Regions from separate parts of the Columba livia genome. Here region 2 is linked to region 1. Evidence: chromatin contacts called from public Hi-C data. All regions are on one chromosome and are shown on one strand. Each heading gives the region's core, a stretch centred on a gene start, on an enhancer-like site or on the middle of the called end of the contact. The rest is flanking DNA. Distances are from core to core; before and after follow the strand shown.

The links. A called contact is a pair of places that touch in the nucleus more often than the background predicts.
Region 2: a contact with region 1 is called in a Hi-C map of crop, with 2.6 times the contacts expected there. The contact joins two enhancer-like sites. A contact is called at or near these places in 2 of 2 Hi-C or Micro-C datasets (crop and liver).

What each region holds. Positions count from the first base shown.
Region 1 is chr14:17,080,504-17,087,888 of bColLiv1.pat.W.v2, forward strand. No RefSeq gene overlaps it. Among named protein-coding and RNA genes, the nearest start is that of PSD2, 9.1 kb to the left of the region's middle. Within about 2 kb of position 2,543, at least 1 of the 3 cell types and tissues checked has an H3K27ac peak away from gene starts, as active enhancers do.
Region 2 is chr14:17,282,476-17,289,481 of bColLiv1.pat.W.v2, forward strand. It overlaps LOC110359647 (a long non-coding RNA gene), which reads right to left. Exons shown (of 3, transcript XR_010466218.1): 1 at 1,757-7,006. Among named protein-coding and RNA genes, the nearest start is that of CXXC5, 27 kb to the left of the region's middle. Within about 2 kb of position 2,181, at least 1 of the 3 cell types and tissues checked has an H3K27ac peak away from gene starts, as active enhancers do.

The DNA of each region.
Region 1 (7,385 bases), core at 1,293-3,792:
ACTGATCAAAGATCAGGGTTACAGCAATTATTTCACATATCTACCACTGAAGGCAATGCATGTTGCACCTAAGATTATCACTAAATTACAGTAAAAAATATGATTAAGACAAGAGTAAAAACTGAGTCATGGCAAACACAGAACAATCATGGCTAGCACCCCATCACAAAAGCCTGATCAACTTGAAATACCTACCCCAGCCCCAGGCAAAGTGCTTAACTGGGAAGTCAATGCACTATTGCACAAGGCAGCTTATGCCAAAACAGGAGTCACGGCTTGCCTCTCTGTCTGCTGCTCATCAAAGGGCCAAGAGAATCCCTAAAAATCCAGTTTCTGGGGCTCGCCAGGAGCAGCAGCCCAGCAAATGGCTCATGCCCAGCCCATGCTGGGTCCCAGCTGGAAGGGCAGTGCCACAAGGATGCATGGAGGACAGTTCTGGTATTGGGATGCACGGGGCAAGTGCTGCCTGTCTGCCTGTCCCCCAACGCGGGTTGGCTGGGAAACACCACAGGTGACACCCAGACGTCCCCTCTTTGTTGTGTTCTGCTGGTTGTGCTGGGACCGGGCTGTGCAGCAGGGAGGCTGCATGTTCATGCTTGGGCATTCATCTACACGACAGTTTGATCACAGCTGTGCTCCGGGGACAGATGAGCACAAGGTGTGATGTGTTCACGGGGGTGTGCAGGCAGCCAGGACATTTTCTATCCCCTGCACAGGGAGGGAGGGGTAGGAATAGGGATGGAGACGCTGGGGTCAGGGGGAGAGAGGAGCTGCATGAGGATAAATCAGTTTGGGATTAGAAGGTGGCACTGGCAGCCCGCCATGTGACAGCCAGGCTTGCACAACCAGAACCCCAGCTGTCAGCCTGGTGGCAGCAATTAAATGAGGTATCGATTGAGGAATTGTTGTCTGCAGGGTTTAAAGATAAGATCGATGTAGACCAAAAGGTTTAGGCTCCGTTTACTAATTAGTCAAGCACGCTTGGGACGGAAATCTTTGGAGGCACAGAGAGCTGGGCTGTGTACGGGCAGTATTGCCAGCGTGCTGGGGTGACCCCCCCGCCGGCGTCCAGCCATCGCCACTCCTGAATCTCTGGTGCAAGGGGTGCACAGGCACCCGGGTGCCGTGTGAGGGATTTAATTCAGTGAGGAGATGATCAGCTGCAAGGAGCAGGTGGGGGCAGCGGCGTGGAGCATTCTACCTGCATTGGGGCCATGGGCGGTTGCTTTTTTCCCAAGGCAGGGATGTGGGAAAGAGGGACTGTGCGTGTCTGTGCATGGGGAGGAGTAAACCAGGAGGAGAGCTTCTCCCTTTGCATTGCAAATTGTTTGGGGGTGAACTGATCCATTTCTTAGGCTCTGGCATTAGTTACAGCCTGAACACATTTCTCTTTTCTTTGCTCCTTGTGCAGCAAGACCAGAGACACAAAAGAGACAAATGTGGCACAGACTTTTTGTGGCTTACGTGCTTATTCTGCCTACCCTGCATGGAGCAGAATCAGGGGAGAGCAAGGCGATGGCTTTTTGCCCTCTCTGCTTTGTTCCTTCTCTTCCAGACAATGTCCAGGACATGGTCAAACAGGGACAAGCGGGCAATGGTTTGCCTGGATGTGGTTTGGGTGGCCTTTGAGACTGTCTCCTTGCTTGCTGTTGTGGGAGGGGAGGCAGACTGTGGGTTCAAAACAGAATCACTTTTAAACCAGCTGGGGAGCTGGACTAAGTCCTGTCTCCCTGGGGATGTCTCAGTGTCAGCCCTATGTTAGGAAGAGGCGTCGACGTGGCTCCCCCTTCTCAGGGCGGCTGGAGAATTCCTCTTCTCAGCTTACCAGGAAAATTCAAGCCCAGCAAGTATTGAAGGGTCAGGAGCTGTTGTGATGGGTCCTGTGACCCACAGCCAGCCTGGGGGCAGTGCTTCATGGCCACTGCATCTGTGGGTCACACGTGGCTCCAGACCCACTCCCCACCATGTGATGGGATGTGCCAGAGCGCTGTCAGCCGTATGACCAAACATGAGTCCCGGGGTAAAACACCCGCCAGTTTGCATTCTCTGCACAGGTCAGTCCTCCCGGTGCCTCCCAAAACAGCACAGACGAGAGCAGGGGCTGGACGCCAACACCACCAAAGGAGGTGCAGCATGTCCTGCTGGAAAAATTGTCCTTCAGCTGGGACTGCCCTCCCTGCGCTCAGAGCTTTGCTACTGCTATTAGCAACTGCAACATGACCCAGCCTGCTATAAAACACAGCAGGATGGAGAGAGCAGCCTTTGAGCCGGCTGAGAAGCCGTAGTCACTAGGAGACTGAACGTGCCTCCGGGGGTGGCGGGGATGAAAGGAAGGGATGGAAGAGAAAACAGAGATCAAGGACACTGTGACGCCGTGTGGCTGTCCCAGGGTGTCTCATGCTTTCACAGCAGGGCTAGGCAGATTTATAGCTTTGTCTTGAGAATCTGGAGCCAGACTCCAGTTAATTCACATTTAGGAGGCAGTTTGCTTTGCCTTTCCTCTTACTCTGGCCTGTAAAGATGCGTTCCCCACAATGGACCAGACCCATGTCCTTGTTCTCTGTGTACAGCATCAGTGCCTTGGACAGATACTGCATCTCTGCCATTGCAGGACAGAACCAACCAGGGTCTAAGGGATCATTGTTTTCCTGCTGTTGTTATTCAGCTCTGTGACACTGCAGTGTCCAGAAACTGAATTTAACAATCCTTCTCTGTGGGAGACATGGACCAGGCAGCTGGATCTGGGCAGCCCAAGTTGTAATGCTTTTCCCATGAGGATTTCACTTTCCTTATTCTCCCCCAACAGTCAGGCTGACCACCCTGCCCATGACCACCTGTCCATGCAAAGAGGGAACAGAAGACCCTGTTGCTTCTGGGGGTTGCTTTGCCAGTAAGCTTCCTCTAGACTCTCAGCTCCAAAAGCCATTCCAGCCCATGCCACCACCTTCCTATTGTGGGGTTATAATTGTCCACGTTTTTTTTTGCAGAAGGTCTCTCTTCAGGAGGTACCAGCTCGAGCTGTGCTATCCTGTACCTTGTGAGTAAATTATTTATTTAAGAAGAATTTCTGGAATCCACACCTGAGTCTCAGCTATAGGAAACCTAGGAAAAGAACCACCCCTAGCATAACCTGACCCCATACACAGTTCTTGCACACCCCTAGCTATCTTCTGGGCCTACTGGCCGTGATAACACACTTGGACAGTCTCCACAAGGGAGTTACAGATAATGACATGCACATACGCAGAGAGATAGAAAAGGCTCCAAAGATCAAAATGGATGTCCTAGCAAATGCAGTGGGTCCCCTCCATACCTGATCACCCTAACTGGCCTGTTCGATCAGAGGTGCCTGCTATAACATTTTGCTTTCCACTTGCCATCAGGTCAATGTCTTCTCTAATCAGGGGCATGCTGTAGTTTAATGTCCAGCCAGGAAGAGAAGTCTGAGTTCCCCACACGTTCCTGGGGGTTGGATGCTGCTCACAGACAGGAAAGCTTGGTCTCGACAGATTTCCAGAAGCCACTGGGGCATTTATTTCCTTTTTGTCTGCCCTGGCTGAATAAATTCAGTCTGTGCAAGCCAGGGTGTAAGTGTTTGCCTGCACACGGGAAAGCTTGACTCTTGCAAGGCGAGGAGAATCAGAAGATTGAGTGTGTGTGGGGCGGACAGTGTTTCTCTGCCGCCTTTCTCTCCTGGCAGCCATGGATGAGGCACAGGACGGTGCAGGGGGACCCAGGCTTTCAGGCTGTGCAGGAGGCACCCCTGCCTCCACGGGTCACCATGAAAAAGGGGACAGCAGAACTATTCCCACTTCACCTCCGTTTTCCTTGTGGCGTGAGGCCGTGATCCAGTAGCAGAGAGAAAAAGAGCAGGCATTGGGAAATCTGCTCACAGCTCCCCACTGTGATTGCTGGGAGGCGACAGGGAGCAGGAGTAGGACTGAGCTCCAGCACAGGCCAAGAGCACCAGCAGAGGAATCATTTCAATGTGGTCATTACTCTTTAGCAAAAACATGCATGTCTACGGACAGATAAATAACCCCAGCAGCATGCAGGCATTTTCTTGTTTGTCCATAGGAAAGCTCCTTCTTTTAGGTGAAGGGAGGATCTTATACAAGTATTTAAATACCTGAAGGGAAGGGGCAGAGGTGACAAAGCCAGGCTCTTTTCAGTGGTGCCCAGTGACAGGACCAGTGGCCATGGGCACAAACTGAAACACAGGAGGTTCCATCTGAACATCAGGAAACACTTTGTCACTGTGTGGGTGACTGAGCACTGGCGCAGGTTACCCAGGGAAGCTGTGGAGTCACCATACTTGGAGATATTCAAAAGCCATCTGGATGCAGGCCTGAGCAACTGGGTCTAGATGTCTCTGGGTGAGCAGGCTGGACCAGATGAGCTGCAGAGGTCCCTGCCAGCCTCAACCAGTCTGTGATGCTGTGATCTTGATGGAGGCTGCATTTCCAACCCCTGGTTCTTCTTTCCAAGTCAAAGCCATAGCTTCTTCCAACTCCATCCTGCTGACTTGCCCAGCTTGGTGGCTGTCACAAATGCCAAACTGGTCTCCATCCATTCCCACGTTGAGTGGGGCCAGGCAGCCATGGTTTGCTCTTGCAGGCAGCAGAGTTGTTTGCCTGCTCAGCTGCAGCCCTGGGAGAACAACAGGCATCACATGCAGGAAACTTCATGTACTCTCTCCATGTCAGGAGGGACCTGGACTGGGAGCTCCCACACAGGCCACAAGCTGGCCTCACCACTGGTGTTGACGTGGGCCTGGCCAAGGATGCATTACAGACAGACTCTGCGCAGAAGGGAAAGCATCCCACGCCAGGCTGTTCCTGCCACCCAGGCTTCCTCACACCCAGACTTCCCTTCCTCAGATCCAGGTCACTGCCTCATGCCCTCCCATCATCAGAGACGGTGAATAATTTACTCCCTTCATTTATGTCATTACCTTGAAGGTATTTATAGTGCGTGATCAGTGCCGCTAGAGAATTCCCTCTCCTGAACTCCATAAATTGCATTGTCTCGGTCTCTCCTCCCCACCCGCCTGCACTAATTGCTGCATTGCGTTTGCTGACCTCTTGCACTTTGTTTGGTTTCTTCCGTCCTTAGACTTTGGGGGCAAATAGTCTCTGCATTTCTCCCCAGGCACTCCACATCTTTGTGGGCAGCTGTATCTGAAGGTACAGGAAAAGAGCAGGATTGTGATACTGCAAGGTCATTTCTCTGCTTGCTGGGCATTAAATACGTTCCTGCTCATGAACACATCCCACACAGAGGAGAGGCTCATCCAGAACAGGAGTATGTGCTTCTTTGCAAAGCAAAGGCAGTTGGAGCATGTGGTGAACTGATGATACACATGCAAAGTCTGGGTGGGTCATTGCTACCTTCAGCTCTGCCCCTACAGGTTTTGGGGACAGGATGGACCTAAGCTGATGTCTGGCTTAGCACAAAGACAGATTTCTCTCAGCAGTTTCTTGTTTGGGCCATGCTGCTGTACAGGGGCATGCACCCTAGAGATGCCTGACCTTGTAGTAAAAACCATCTGTCCCTTGTGCCCATTGCAGAACTCATTCATGAACAGGCCAAGAGTAACACATAGCATCCCAAACACTTGGGGTCTGCTACCAGAGTTGTTCCAGAGGAACACGTAGCTTTGAGCTGTCCCCTATGGCTCAGGAAAGACCATGGCAGTGCAAAGCACCTCTTACAAGAAGCCCGTGTTCAGTGATGCCTCACTTCCCTGGAGATAAGCACTGCAATCGAGCTTGCGGTATTTCCCTGGTCAATGCTAGACAATGATGAGAAACAGGAGACAAAGGTACCAAGCACACAGTAGCATTATGCCTGTTTTTCTCGGCGATGCAGTTAGTTCTCGTCAGTTGTATTAAGTCCTCTTTTCTGTAACCTTGGCTCTCAGCACTACTAGTCTCTCATGGCAGGGAGTCCATGGATTAGACTTTCAGGAAACAGCCTGCTCCTCCCCAGCTCGATGTTAATGTGGTTACTTTCAGAGCACCTCAGGGTCACTTCGTCCCTCCCATCTGCGGGAGGATCACGAGCTGAGCTGCGTGGAGTCTGGCAGGCCTGAACACTGCGGGTGGGCAGGATCCAAAGCTGGCCTCAGCTGGACTCCCAGTGGGGCAAACGCTGGTTGCAGGGTCCCAAGGGAGGGCTCCACTGCCCCCAGGCACACCGAAACTGGAGAGGAGCTTTCCCACAGGCTGGGTTTTGGTGCAGCACAAAGCACAGGTTGGGGAGGAGGGGCCAGGAGCAGGTCAGGCAGGACAGGGCTGCCCGGATCCTCAGCGCAGGCTGAGCTCCAGCCTCCCTCTGCGCAGACGGACACCTCGCTCACACCATCTGGACAGACATCCCAGGGAGATGCTCTCTTGGGGACAGCTCACGTGAGTGACACTGGTCCAGTGCTGCCATGCTCCCTCCTCGGAGGTGGCCCCACGAGGCACCAACTGTCCCACTGCAGGGAGTGGGGAGCATCACCAATTGTTGGAGCTTCCCCAGGCCCAGACCAGACAGCCAGGTCTGCTCTGCACGGCTTTGTAGGGACCAAGGACATAGAGAGGCAAGCTGTGCTGCTGTGTAGATGCTAAACTAGGCCAGCATATGGTGCTGTAGGTCCATGGTATAGCTTGCAAGACATCATACTGACCTGGGTTGTGGGAATGACTAGAAGTCATCCCAGTAGCACTGGAGAAGCCTGTGGGGGCTGTCTCCAAATTTTCTTGGTTTCTGGGAGGGCAGATGTTTGAATTTTAAGAAGTCCTGCACACAAGCCCTATTAAGCAAGGGATGAAATGTGGCTGGTGTGCCTCTGCAGTAATGCTGCTGCGCTTGGGAGCCTGTCCGGGCTGTCCACACTGGGATGTGCATCTCCAGGCTGCATCTCCCATGGGGGACTGGTGGTGAGGGGCTGGTGCACCCAGCCTGTGCCTGGCCGCCCAAACTGCAGGAAATGCTGTGGGCGCAACCAGTGGGAGAGGAGACGGGTGCAGTGAGAAATCTCACTTCCCATGAGGTGCTGCGAAGCATTTCCTGGCTGTTTCCAGTTTTAGAGGATTTCTTCCCAGGGAGAGAAAGGAGGAGTCCCATGTTCCCAGGGACTGCATGCATGTTTACCTCATCCCACGAACCTACTGAAAAAGAGTTTTGCTGAGCAGCTTTCAGCTTCCTCCCACCCAGAGGACCATTGTACCCTTGCTGTCATGGGGAAAGCCAGCTACCTGCCCTCACTTTGGCCACAGTGATGGGCAAATTCTCACACTACTGCCATTTATACTCTTACCCCTCTGATGCAGATTTTGACAAAAAGCTCATCTGACCCCTGTCAAAAACCTCTCAGGTTTTATGAGTGCCCAATTGCA
Region 2 (7,006 bases), core at 931-3,430, 200 kb after region 1:
CCCCCCAGAGCCTTTCTCCCACCCCAGACAGCTGGAGGGGCCTGCAGGGTGTTGTTCTGTCCAACCCCCCCAGGACAGCCTGCCTTTTGCTGTTCTGAGCTCCAGCCTGGGTGCAGCCACAGCTGGCTGCTGGCAACTGGCAGGAGAGAAGGGTGGAATAGCCCCAGCAACACTCTCTGGGGGGGCTCTGGCTCTGCTGCACCCCTTCTCCCATGATCAGGGAAGCTGAATCCCCCCAGGACACTCCTGCAGCATCATCTCCGCTGCTCCAGGCCCTGCTGGCCTCTCCAGGCTGAGCAAGGGGACACGGCTGCCCCCCCAGACGTGGCTCCCCGTGTGCGACCCGGGCAGGGGCAGGACGGGCGGTAGGGATGGCGCTTTCAGTCCTTCGCTATTTTTAATTGCTCTTTCCCAGAAAGGCTGGTGTAGGCATCAAGAGCCGCTTCCAGCTGGGAGTTTGGAAAGCTGGTTCCAGTTAGGCGCCCGGCGCTCACCGCGCTCCGAGCTGTTATTTTTAGCAGGGCTGAAGGCGACAGCCCCGCTCCCCAGGCTGCCGCTGGCCCGGCCGTGGCTCCGGGCAGCCAGCACCTCACCGGACCCTCGGCCAGGGACGTCTCGGCGACGTGATTTTACAACCGCCCTTCTTCTGGTGCTCTTTTGGCGGGGGGGACTTTCATCTCCCTGCGTCAAGCTGTGCAGCAGGAAGACCAAAGGCGGAGGATGTGAGCAGTGGTCATCCCCAAAGGGCCGGGGCGCAGAGCAACGTCCTCTGGTTTTAATTAAAAACCATCCGCTGGCAAAGTTTGAAGGCGGCGCCTGGGCCAGGACAGGGCCAGCGGGGAACGGCTCCCGGGAGCGAGCGGCACCGGGGCTGCCGGCAGCGCTGCCAGGACCTCCTGCCCCATGGCCAGGTCCTGCCCCATGGCCGGGTCCTGCCCCACAGCCGGGTCCTGCCCCACAGCCGGGTCCTGCCCCACAACTGGGTCCTGCCCCATGGCCGGGTCCTGCCCTCACCCCTTTCTCTGCTCCCTCCTGCCTTGTTCCCTCTCCCCAGGGACCCCCCTGGACCCACTACTCTGCCTGATCACCCCACTGAAGGCCATGTCCCCATGGGGAGCGTGCCCTCTCCCGAACCTCCCCTCCACTGCCCAGGGCTGCTGCCCTGTTCCCAGAGCAGAGCACCCCAGGGGACCACCCACTCCCAGCCCCCTGCCGCGGTCCCCAGCCCTTTGCCGTGGGCGCTGCCCCCTCTCTGTGCCCCATCCCTCTGCTGTGGGGTTCATCCCGTCACTGTGACCCCCAACCTTCTGTAGGGCTCGCCCCTCTGCCGCCACCCCCAGCCGTCCTCTGTGGGGCTCCAAACCACGGTCACCTCACCCTGGCAGAGATTTTTATCTCACAGCATAACCCCCTCCCGAGGCCGCTCAGCATCTCCTCGCAGGAGCCGCCTCTAATCAGCTGTATTATTACCTTCGCCCCCATTATTCACACGCTCGCTGCTGTCAGCCCCCCCAGCTCTGTTGTCCCTTCGCTTCTCAGGCACGGGGGCTCACCCTGCTGCAACCCCCCCCTTTATCCATCCATCCGCCCGTCCATCCATCCCACCCTCCAGCCCAACTGTGCCCCCCGGCCAGCACCAGCACCCCCGCTCCGGGGCACAGCCAGCTGGCTCTGCCTGAATTTCAGCTCCAGCCTCCCCCCAGGACTCCTAAATCTGATAACAGGGGGGTGCTGCTTTCAAAGGAGCAGGGCTGACCTTTGCCGCTGCAGCGAGAGCCACATGGAGGAAAAAAATTGGCTGCGGCGAGCGAGGGGGAGCGAGTGAGCCGCTGTGGTTTTACAATCCCTAAATAACGCCGGGAGCGGAGCTGTAAACACATGGCGGTATTGCCTGAGCGTGTCCGCGCCCCCCCGCTCGAAACCCAGCTTGGAAAATACTACGACCTTAAAGGAAAAAAAAGCAAGCAAACCGGCTTTCTCAACAAAAAAAAAAAAAAAAAGAAAAAAGGAAAAAAGAAATCTCCTGAATTATTTAGCAAACGGTTCCCATACGACGGCTCATTCTGCCGGCAGACGCCACCGCGGGGCTGGCGTGGGGCGATGGCCATCGGCGGGGCGGCGGTGGGAGCCGGGTGCTCCCAGCACAGAGCAGCCCCAATCCCGGGGGATCCCCTGGCCCCGCAGCCACTGAGGGCAGAGCTGGGGTCCCTCCCCATTGCCACCCTGGCTGATGGGTTTCCCTGTCCCCCTCACCCCGGCTGGGTTGGGGACAGGGCCATCGCACCCACAGAAGGGGGGATGTTCACAACACCCTCGCTCCTCTGCTTGTCCCCCCGCAACGCGCAGACCCCGAGAGATGCAGCCACATGTCCCCAACACCTGCAGAGCCACAGCCTCAGCGCTCCCCCGCCAGCAGCCCCAGACGTGCAGCCCCAAGGGTCACGTCTCCCGGCCAAAGCCCCACGTTGGCTCCGTGCAGCACCCCGGCAGGCGGGGACGCTGCCACCCGTTTCCCTCTCACCTGCTTCTTCCCAATTATTTTATTTTGGAAGCAACTAACACTTTCCTTTGAAGAGCAACAGATGAACGAGACCCTCCCAGTGCCTTTTATGATGTTAAATTTATTGCCTCGCTTCACAATTGCCATTTTAATGATGAACACTCCCGCGGCTTTAATGCATGTCGAGTGCCGGCATCAAAAAAAGAAGCAGGGGGGAACACGTTGTCTCCGGTCTTCTGGAGGAGAATAAACTCCAGCCCATTTCCTGGTACTCGCACAAAGTTTCGCAAAATAGATAATGTGTTTTATAATTTGGTGGCGGCGCAACGCTCTGTTTGGTAAGGGAGGCCCTCTGCTGGCACCTGGTTGGCTGGGGAGCCCAGATCAGGAGCTGCTGGGAAACCACCACGGAGGCACCGAGCCTGGGGAGACACCTCCAAAAGGGGTACCCGGGGAGTCGAGTATGGAGAGCGACCTCCAGCCATGCCTGAAAAGCCTGGAGAGCCATGCCCAAGGCACGGAGCCCGGAGAGCCCACAGAGGTGGGCAGAGGGAACTGAATCCAAGGAAAGGAGCCTGGGAAACAGAGTCTGGAGAACTGAGCTCCGAGAGCCGAGTCTGGGGAGCCATGGTCAGAGACCTGGACCTGGAGAGCTGTGTCTGGCCAGACCAGCCTGGAGAGCAGAGCTCAGAGGGCTGTGTATGCGAGCTGAGCCCGTCCCAAATCCTGCTGCGCCCAAAGGCGAGTCCCATCCCCGCTGCACCCAAAGGTGAGTCCCATCCTCACTGCCTGTGCAGGAGCACCGGTGCAGCCAGCACTTGCCCCGGGGCTGGGCAAAGCCCACAGGAGCATCCCAGCCCCCCACCAGCAGCTGCCCCGGGGTGGGAGCCGGGTGGGATCATACGGGGTCAGGATGCTGGGGTGTGGCGGCAGCTTTGCCACGGGGTGGGCTGGAGCTGTGACAGCTCCCACCTTGTCCTAGATGGGGCCAGTGGCCATTCCCCATCCACCAAGCACGGCAGGTGATGGCCCCCACTTGCCACTCCAGGAGGGCATCACATCCCTGGCCAGGGAACCTGCTCCCTGCCAGGGGACAAGAACAGGCCTGGGGCTGGTGATGGGCAGCACGGGCCACGGTGCAGGGCCAGCCACACACACCCACACCCGGGGACCTCAGCTGAGGACACGTACTTGTCAGCGGATGCCTCTTTGTTGCTTTTTTTCCTAACAGTGCCTGAAACTCAGCCTGGGTTATCAGGGAGATATTAAATTGCTGTTGGAAGCAACACCAGTGGGGCGGAAAAGCTATGATGTGCTCTTACCTCTTCCCACAAGGTCGAGCCAGCCAGCCCCAGGGGACATCGCGTTTGCCGCGTCCTTCCTGTAACGAGGATCACATGTCAGAGCCAAACGAAGCCTTGAGAAAATTAAACCCGTGAGCTCACCGCCTTGCTGAGCGCAGGCGCCAGCCATCCCCCGGTCCCCAAGCCGGGCCTGCCAGCTGGGGCGAGCCGGCAGCGCGGCAGCGGCAGGAGGGATGCTCGGATCCCTGGGGACAGCATGTTCCCCACCGCTGCGGGATGGAGGAGCTCTGACCCCTGGTGTGCATCCCTGGGTGAAGGAGATGGAGGAGGATTTTTCCCATGGGAAGAAGCCATCAGCACTGGCAGGACACAGCCAGCAAACTCCCCTGAAGTCCATCAGCACGATCTCCTCCCAGCACCCAAGTTCTTGCTTGTGCAAAGGGACGGACAGATGGGTTTGGCTCTGGTGGGACAGACACATGGGCAGCTACATCTTGTTCTTGCCAAGGCCGTCCCCCACAGTTGAACTTGGCCAGGCATGTGGGTTGGGTTTTTCCCAGGGCAAGGTGACTCCTGCTCCATTGTTCCTCAGTGACACAAGGGATGGACAATGGACAGAGCCAGGAAGAGAAATGCAACACTGAAAACAGCAGAGCCCGTGCATGGGTGTGGGTGACTTGGAGAGCCCCCAGGGACCCCAAGCAAGGACCCAGCACAGCCCACACCACTTGCTGATCTGGGACAAGCACTGAGGAAAAGGCACCATGAGCAATGCTGCTGCGGGAGACAAGAAGGGCCAAGCCCATGAGTGTGGGAGCTGGGGACAGCCCGGCACCGGCCGAGCAAGCGATAGGACCGAGAGAGGACCAAGGGAGGACCATCCATGGGGCATGACTGGGAAAAGCCCCAGAGCTGAGCCAGACCTGTTCCCAGGGCACCCTCTGCTCTCCCAGCTTTGGTTGTGATCTCCAGGTTGTGGGGAGCAGAAGTGCAGCTCAGCCCCCACTTTCGCCCTCCAGCCACTTGCTCCTTCATCACCCTCTTCCTCCTCGCACCAACCCCGCTGTGCCCCGGCTCTGCCCCTTCCCAGCCAGGGCTGGTGTTTCACGGCCACGTTGGACACCCCCTGGATGACACTGTTTCAGTGCACCCATTGGCAGAGCCCTGGGGACGCAGCCGCCCCCAGTGCATCCCACCCCAGTTCAGTTGTGGTCAGGGACCCCGCAGGCACTGCACATGCGTCCCAAATCCCCTCTCCCTGCCACCACGGGGGGACACGCATGTCCAGACGCTGCAGCCACCTCTGAGCCCTCCCCGGGGCTGCAGGGGGCATGTCCAGCCCCTGGCAGAGCCCTGCCTGGAGGGGTGCAGGCAGGGGCAGGCAGGGATGCTGCGGCAGCTGCCACCGCTGCGGGTGCCCTTTGGCCAGGAGCATCCAGGCTTTTTTTCCAGCCCTGCCCAGAAAAAAAAAAAGAGCCCAAGCCCCGTATCAATCTGGCTGTAGCGAAGCGGCAAGGCGGCGGTAGATAAGAGGCTGGAGCCCATGCTGAGGCCTCATGGAGATGAAAGGCGATTGCGAGCGAGCCTCCTCATCCCCTGTGGACAAAAGAGCTCCTAAAATATTAACGAGGCCCCGTGCCGCCAAGTCCCCCAGCCCCCAGCGCCGGCGGGAGCAGGCGGTACCCGCGCTGCCGGCCGAGGGGTCCCCCGGGGATGGAGGCACAGCGGGGAGCAGCGCAGGATGCTCATTAATTACCTTCCCCGATCAGAGCTGGCAAACCTGCCCCCCGCTTCCCTCGTCACCCCAGGGAGCTGCTGCTGTCCCAGCCCCAGCCAGGGGACACCGTCCCACCAGCTTGGCGGTTAAAGAGCACGTAGCGGGGGGCCACACTGGGGACAGTGGCCCCTCGCTGCCACCTCAGCACCCTTGATACAGCCTCACGCCCCAATACATCTCAGGGTGAGCTGGGGGAAAAGCCAGGACAGCTCATGGAGGTGTTTGCGCACCAGCTCCACATTGAGGAAAGGGCGGGGGGGGACAGTGCTTGGTTCTGGTTTTTTTTGTGTCTGTGTGTGGTTCATGCAGCTCCAGGCTGGGGACAGGGTCCCTGGGGTGGGGGAGCAGGGTGTCCTGTGGCAACAGCTCAGCCCTGAGTGCCACCCACCCGCTCAGCACTCACCCTGTACTCAGGACATCCGTGGGTGCTACAGTGGCTGCACCCGCCTCCTGCCCAATTCTCGGTGCTGGGAACACTGCTCAGAGACACCCGTCAGCCCTGGATCCTGTCCCCCTGGTGAAGCGCAGGTCAGTCCCCACCAGTCCCCACCCTCGGAGCACACCTGAGGACAGCACAGCTGAACCACGCAACCCCGCGCCCGGCTCCATCCCGGCACTGACCCTGCTGCCCCTCGGCCCCAGCCCTGGCTGCACACCTCCTGCCTGGGAGCACAGGGGCTCGCAGGGCACCGCGGTACGAGCCACCAGACCCGGCACCCTGGGGACTCACGGTGACCCAGTGGCACAACCATCCCCTCAAGCCCCCCAGCCAACACATTCCCTGCTGACTCCGTGGCCCAGCCAGGGCAGACCAAGGGCCTTTTGCCAAAGGACGTCAGGCTTCTCCCCGTGGGGAAGGGCGATGTTTCTGCTGCCCCAAATCTGCCGCTGGGTGCTGGAAGGGAGGAGGAGCAAGATAATAACAGCTCCCGTCGCCAGGTCCGGAAGCGGGTCCAACATGCAGCCGTCAGATTGGGGGATTTGCATAGCACAGATGGCAGTCCAGGAATTTCAAAGCGTCCCCCGTGCCGCAGCAGCTGAACGGCTCAGTCACCCCGTGCAGCTGCCGGGGGCGAGTTGAGCTGTCCTGGCGTCCAGGGCCGGGCTGCCGAGAGGAGGACGCACGGCACAGCACAGCACGGCACAGCACGGCACTGCACAGCATCTCCCTGCTGCGCCCCAGGACGGCCCCGTGGGGCAGGGTGGGCAGCAGGCAGCTATGGGGGCAGCCACGGGGCTGTGGCAGCAGAGGGGGGAGCATGGGGGCTCCAACACCCACTGGCGAGGAGCTGCGTGGAAGGGCTCCTGCAAGGACTGGAGGGCATGACATGTAAGAGACGGCGGGAGCTAAATTTACACCACGGCAAAGCAAGCTGCCTCCAAGGAGACGTGATCACAGGCTATAAATACCTGCAAGGAAACAAC